Linked DNA regions of Sus scrofa: region 2 is linked to region 1. A link is a contact called in public Hi-C data. All regions are on one chromosome and are shown on one strand. Each heading gives the region's core, a stretch centred on a gene start, on an enhancer-like site or on the middle of the called end of the contact. The rest is flanking DNA. Distances are from core to core; before and after follow the strand shown. Region 1 holds the start of MARC1 (mitochondrial amidoxime-reducing component 1). Region 2 overlaps LOC106505085 (a long non-coding RNA gene).

What was found. A called contact is a pair of places that touch in the nucleus more often than the background predicts.
Region 2: a contact with region 1 is called in a Hi-C map of liver, with 1.6 times the contacts expected there. The contact joins the enhancer-like site here to the promoter of MARC1 in region 1. A contact is called at or near these places in 2 of 5 promoter capture datasets (fetal liver and liver), 11 of 47 Hi-C or Micro-C datasets (alveolar macrophages, liver, mesenteric adipose tissue and 3 more) and 1 of 2 datasets of contacts at active chromatin or transcription factors (skeletal muscle).

The regions. Positions count from the first base shown.
Region 1 is chr10:10,189,234-10,192,517 of Sscrofa11.1, reverse strand. MARC1 (mitochondrial amidoxime-reducing component 1) reads right to left here and starts at 1,757. Exons shown (of 9, transcript XR_002336192.1): 1 at 1,201-1,757. The region is part of intron 5 of MARC2 (a long non-coding RNA gene); the gene reads right to left.
Region 2 is chr10:10,135,889-10,139,172 of Sscrofa11.1, reverse strand. All of the region lies in intron 2 of LOC106505085 (a long non-coding RNA gene), which reads right to left. Among named protein-coding and RNA genes, the nearest start is that of MARC2, 19 kb to the left of the region's middle. Within about 2 kb of position 1,747, at least 9 of the 83 cell types and tissues checked have an H3K27ac peak or open chromatin away from gene starts, as enhancers often do. A contact at or near this core is called in fetal liver and liver, where this site is marked.

The sequences.
Region 1 (3,284 bases), core at 508-3,007:
CTCTCTCTCTCTCTCTCTCTCTCTCTCTCGTGTGTGTGTGTGTGTGTGTGTGTGTGTGTGTGTGTGTGTGTGTGTGTGTGTGTGTCTTTTTAGGGCTGCACCTACAGCATGTGGAAGTTCCCAGGCTAGGGGTCCAGTCAGAGCTGCAGTTGTTGGCCTATGCCACAGCCATAGGAACACGGGATCCAAGCCACATCTGCAACCTACACCACAGCTCATGGCGATACTGGATCCCTAACCCGCTGAGTGAGGTCAGGGATCGAACCTGCATCCTCATGGATGGTAATCAGGTTCTTGACTGCTGAGCCACTTGGTTAACTCCTATTGGCTTCTCCTGACCACACTTTCCAACAGTATGATGAGAAAAATAGTTCACCTTCCTGCAAGGTTATGCTTTGCCCTCTCTCTGGAAGGGGGAAGAGTTACAGCCCCCATGAGTCCAGCGTGTCACCTGCAGAAACTAAGAGCCGGTCTGGAGTTTGAAGCATAGCCTTACAATGAGGCCCAGGGCTAGCCTAGAGTCAGACTCAGAAGAGGACCAGGCTACTTGCTTCGGGCCTTAGCGATCTTTGCTGAACCTCAGGAATTCACACAGGTCCTGACCGCACCAGCCGGGCGTAGATAAAACCACTGTTTACAAAGCACCAGCGTGCTCCCGAAACAAGAGTCCTGATTCCACTCTTGGGTGCCTCCGAACCAGTTACTTTATCGGTAAAAGGGGGCATGGAAGAACTGGGTAAAATAAAATATGCAATAGCACGTTTCAAGCGGCACGAAGCTTGGGCTCCACCGCGGTGCTCGCTTTGAAGGCTTAGCTCCGCGGCTCCAAGTTTCCCCACATTAAGAGACAATCACGAAAAACAAAGTGGAGGCATCAATCCTGCGAAGCTTGCCGCTTCCGCTAGACAGTGGCGAAACTTGCTTGCGCCCTGGCAGCCCCCTGAGGACCGAGACCCCTGTCGCAGCTCCTCCTGAGCGCAGGCTCTGAAAGAGCCGGTGGGAGGCGGAAGGCCAGCCGCCCCCGGAAAGAGGCCTGGGCCCCTGCGTCTGCTGTCGGAGGCGAGCGCCCTCCCTCCGCCTTTCCTTCGCCCCTGCCCCCTCCCCGCCTCAGCTCCCACTTTCCCGGCTGGGGAAGGATCCGACCCAGAACCCAGCCGGCCCCCACCCGCCGCGTTCCGAGCCCACCCCCCGGGGCCCTACCTGTCCCGCAGGTGCCCGCGGCGCAGCCCCAGGGCGGTGCACTCGGCCTCGCTCACCGGCACCCCCTTGCACGACTTGACCGGGTAGATCCAGAGCTGCGACACGGTGCCCACCTGCTGCAGCCGCCGGCGCCGCCGCCGCCGCCTGGGCCGCGCGCGGCTCCAGGCGACGGCCCCCAGCGCCGCCGCGGCCAGTCCCAGCGCGGCGAGCCCGAGCCCGGGCCGAAGTAGCGCGGGGAGGCGGAGGCGGAGGCGGACCAGCGGGGACGAGCCGGCGGCGCCCATGACCCCGGCGAGCGCGGGCGCGGCGGGGACTCGCGCAGGGCCCACGGGGACGCGCCTGCCGCAGCGGGGCCGCGAGTCCAGAGGAAGGGCCGCTCCTGAAGCGGTTCCGGGCGGGTCAGAGTATGGCGTCCTCCTCGGGAGAGTGGCCCCGGGGCTGCCGAGGGGGAGAGGCGGGGGCTCAGCTTCCACGCGGTCTACGTCCCGGCTTCCTCCCCTTCCTCCGCCCTGACGCTGCAGAACTAGGTGCCCTCCCGGGGACCGCTACTAACGACCGTTTTATTTATTTACTTATTCGTAGGTTAAATAATAACCTAAAATAAACAAACAAAAAAAACTTTGCAGGACAAAATGTAATTTTGCTATATTAGAAATCTGGCAGCAGGCAGACCCACGTCTTGGGGACAGTGCGGAGAGGGGGGGGGGCACCAGCGGCTGTCAGTCACCCTCCCCCTCTGCCAGCTGGGGCGTGGGAGCTTCTGGCCAGTGGGACTCTGAGAGCAAAGGCCTGCGACCAGGACCTCAGGACCTGCAAGTTGAGGAGAGCGGGGAAGGAGCCGGCTGTCCCCGTGGTGCCAGGGCAGCAGCCTGCAGCTCAGGGCACCAGCGGGACTCCTCTAGGTCCTCTGGGCACAAAGCCTCCGAGTACCGGCTTCATTTTCCAGGAACTGCCCTGGGAAAGAAGCATTGGCACAAGGTCCTAAGGCTTCTTCCCGGCAGCAGGAAATGTCACCCATCCTACTTGTAAGGCACTGACTTCAGACACCTGTCACTTCAAAAATCAAGCCATCGGGAGTTCCTGTTGTGGTTCAGTGGTTAATGAATCCGACTAGGAACCATGAGGTTTTGGGTTCGATCCCTGGCCTCACTCAATGGGTTAACGATCTGCCGTTGCCATGAGCTGTGGTGTAGGTCGCACACTCGGCTAGGATCCCGAGTTGCTGCAGCTGTGGTGTAGGCCAGCAGCTACAGCTCGGATTTGACCCCTAGCCTGGGAGCCTCCATATGCTGCAGGTTCTGCCCTAAAAAGAAAACAACCAACCAAAAAATACAAATAGAACGTCAAACGCAGGGCAAGGAAAAGGCCATCAGCTGAACAAGAGGCAAAATGGATAGAAGTGAGTGGATTTTTATTGCGGTGGAATATACACAACACGACATTTGCCACTTGCCCATTTCCAAGTGTAGATGCAGAGCAGTGAGTACGTTCCCACGAGTGGATCACCCACGCAAGCGGGGGGTGTCTTACATTACAGGGGGACCGTCTCTGTCTCCCAAGGTTGGCAAATCCACCTTCCCCAGGCAGCCACCCTCAGGACCCACTGGGCTAAGATCTGTCCTTGGATGTTGTCCCTCAGCCTAAACATTGCTCCCTAAACAGAGTATGTCTGTCCTATCTTTTCTCTTCTCACTCCAGGGACGCCCCCCTCCCCCACTCCTGTGACATCCAGGAACTGGGTTCAGAGTCCACCACTGAGGCTTGTCAACGATCTCCTCCCAGAACAAGGGGAGAAGTAGCGGCTTGGATGAATCCGCCTTCCCCCTGGAGTCCCTGTTTGGCTCGAGTAATGAAATCAACTAGGATCCACGAGGAAGCAGGTTCGATCCCTGGCCTCGCTTAGTGGGTTGAGGATCCGGCATTGCCGTGAGCTATGGTGTAGGTCACAGACTCAGCTCAGATCCTGTGTTGCTGTGGCTGTGGTGTAGGCCGGCAGCTGCAGCTCAGATTGGACCCCTAGCCTGGGGACCTCCACATGCCACAGGTGCAGCCCTAAGCCCCAGAAGAAACATTGGCTGGAGGTG
Region 2 (3,284 bases), core at 498-2,997, 53 kb after region 1:
ATTAGTGCCCCTAATTAAAAGCATCATGATGACAAATCATGGGGTCTGTGAATGGATTATGAAGCGGGTTCTGAACCACACCAAACCAGGCTAAAGTAGGGAACCTCTCCTGAAGTTCCTTTCCTTCCTTCCTTCTTTAGTCTTTTTAGGGTGGTGTATGCACGTTTCCAGGTTAGGGGTGGAATCGGAGCTGTAGCTGCTGGCTCACACCATAGTCACAGCAACGCCGGATCCTTAACCCACTAAATGCAGGCCAGGGATGGAACCCAAATCCTCATGGATACTAGTTGGGTATTTTTTCCTCTTTTCTTCCATTCAAATCACCTGTGGCGGAGTTCCCCTCGTGACTCAGAATCTGATTAGTATCCATGAGGATGCGGGTTCCATTCCTGGCCTTGCTCAGCGGGTTAAGGATCTGGCATTGCCATAAGCTGTGGTGTAAGATCACAGACACAGCTTGGCTCCTGAGTAGCTGTGGCTGTGGTGTAGGCTGGCAGCTGTAGCTCCAATTCCGCCCCTAGCCTGGGAACCTCCACATGCCGTGGGTGCAGCCCTAAAAAGGCAAAAACCAAAAAACTCAAATCCTCTGTGGCTAAAATATTCAGAAAACAAATAATAAATGTTCATAAAACAAAGACCCTTTCAAGCGTTTAAATCCTTGAAGGTTTCAAAGAACTTGTGCACAGGTACGTCTGGGTCCAGCACGCCGGTTCAGCAGCTGCTGGAGTTCTTTGTTCCAATATCCACAAGCAGGCTCCCCCAGGGAGATCCCTCCCAGATCCCTGAGGCCTTCCATCTGGATCCGTCCAAACTCTACCTCCCACAGCTGGCACACCCCTCCCCCTCCTCCGCAGGAGCCCACAGCTGGGGAAACATCCCATAACTGCACAACAAGTGCAACGGGATAGAAAGTCCTATACACCAGGGAGCAGAGCCCTCAGAGCCCCCCATCAGTGAGGGCCAATGGACTTGGAAGCCACCCCAAGCAGCTTCTGCCCAGAACTGGGGGAAACCTCTTGGTTCCCACACACCCACCTTCCAAGGGGAAGACAGGTGCCAGGGGCTGCGGGGGACTATTTACTGCAAAGACCCCTTGGGCCCCCAGCATAAGGTATGCGGAAGGGTGGGGAAGACCAGAACCAGGGCAGAAAAGTGGTTCAGTCTCCACCTGGAAGGAAAGCGTGTCCCAGGGGGCAGGGTTTGGATTGACGGGCAGAGCAGCCCCCCCAGAGGGCTCGTGAGGCCTTGCTGCTCAGTTTCCTTGTTTAAATAACCAGGGTAGGAGTTTCCGCTGGGGCGCAACAGGATGGGCAGCCTCTCTGCAGCGCCAGGATGCGGGTTTGATTCTCTGCCCAGCACAGTGGGTTAAAGCGTCCCACATAGGTTGTGGCTTGGCCTCGGATTGGATCCCTGGCCCAGGAACTCGGTATGCCAGGAGGTGGGCCAAAGAGAAAATACCAACACGGGTCATCATGGGGAGAATAATATCTGTGTCATTAAGTGACATGTGGTATTAAGCACCCAGCAGGGTCTGAACTTGACCGAGGCCCGTTGTTACTTTCCTCCACGTGGCCCTGCCCTCCCCCCATGCACAGAGGCATCCCTTCCTGCCCCCCAGGGCCTGGAAGACGCCTTTAAGCAGAGACCCCAGGGCCAGCAGAGCCCGCAGGGAGAGTGTACATTCAGGTCCCGCCCCCGCCCCCGGGCCAAGGTCAGGGTCGGGGCCAGCGCATGACTGCCAGGCTCCAAGGTTAAAAATGACCACAACAGTGCAGGAAACACTGTGGCTGCAGCAGAAAACCCTAGGGCCTGTTTGTATAGTGTATTTCTGGCCCAGCAAACGGGCATTGTGCAAATTAAGCAAATAAACAGCCGTCTTGGCCTTGGGCTCAAAAGATTTTGGGCATCCTTCTGTTTCCCCCCAGCTGGTGTCTCCCCTGTGGCTCAGGCCAGAAGTCAAGAGAATTCTTTGATCCCTCTCTCTCCCACCCCTACGCCCACCTCTGCAAGTCCAGCCGCTCCTGTTTTTCCGAACCCGCTCCGGGGAGCGCTCTCCTGGCCAGAGCCCCGGCCACAGACTCTGTCTATGGAACAATCCAGCAACCCCATCTCACCCCCAGGCCGTGTCCCACTGTAGCTGGGGTGGGGAATGGGGTCTTTACACACCATAGACCGGCCGATGCCCCCTCACCCCCGACACAGCCCCACCCCTTCACTGCCTCCCCCTGAGGCAGCTCCCTCAGCTGGGGTCTCTCACCTTTTCCCAGAGTCTCCCACTTGCTCATGCCGACGCTCCAGCCTCACCGGCTCCCCCTCCTGAAACATGACGGAACCCCTGCCCCCTGCAGACTGCCCTTCTTCCTCTTCTTTTTTCTGTTTTTATACTTTTTAGGGCCGCACCTGTGGCACATGGAGGTTCCCAGGCTAAGGGTCGAAAAAGAGCTGCAGCTGTTGGCCTACACCACAGCCACAACAATGCCGGATCCTTAACCTCCTGGGTGAGGCCAGGGATCGAAACTGCAACCTCATGGAGACTAGTCAGGGTCCTTCCCGCTGAGCCACAACGGGAACTCCAAGCCTCCCTTCATCTGTCGGCTTTGTGACGCTTTCTCCTCACCAAAAGCCCCTCCTCCATGGGGTCCGTGCCCCAGGCCTCCCCGCCCACCCACGGGAGGCTCAAGTCCCCTTATTTACACCCTCCAGAGCAGCTATTGACTCTCCCTTTGGTCTGCTCCCCACAAGGATGCGGGGGCAGGCACACAATCTTGGTGACTTGTGTGCCCTCCCGGCCCAGTGCCGGGCACAGAGCCGGTGCTCTGGTAGCATTTCCTGGCCAACTGTCTGCGTGACCAAATAGGTGCAAGAAGGAAGACTTTGCTGAATGAATGACACCTTATGGCCACGCACCTTCTCTGTCTCCAAGAGAGAGCGCCAGGGCCGGATGGGGAGAAAGCAGACACCACAATCGGATTCTGGGCCGCCTTAGAGCCCCAGGAGAATCTGAGAGAACCCAGCGAGCAGTGCACAGCCCCGCCACCCTCCAAGCTGTCTGCATTTCTTCTGTCCTTGTCCCCTCGTCAGCAAAGCTTCAATGACCTCCTACCATGGGCCAGACGTGGTTCCAGGCACTGAGGACGCAAACAGCCCCTGCTCTCAAGGACCAGGCATTCAGTGGGGGGCAGGAGACCCCAAAAGAGGGAGCAACTGAGCGTGAAGTGAGTGCAGCGTGGGACAGCGGGGAGCAGGGCACTGGGATGGAGTGACATCCTCGGATGCAGTGGGAC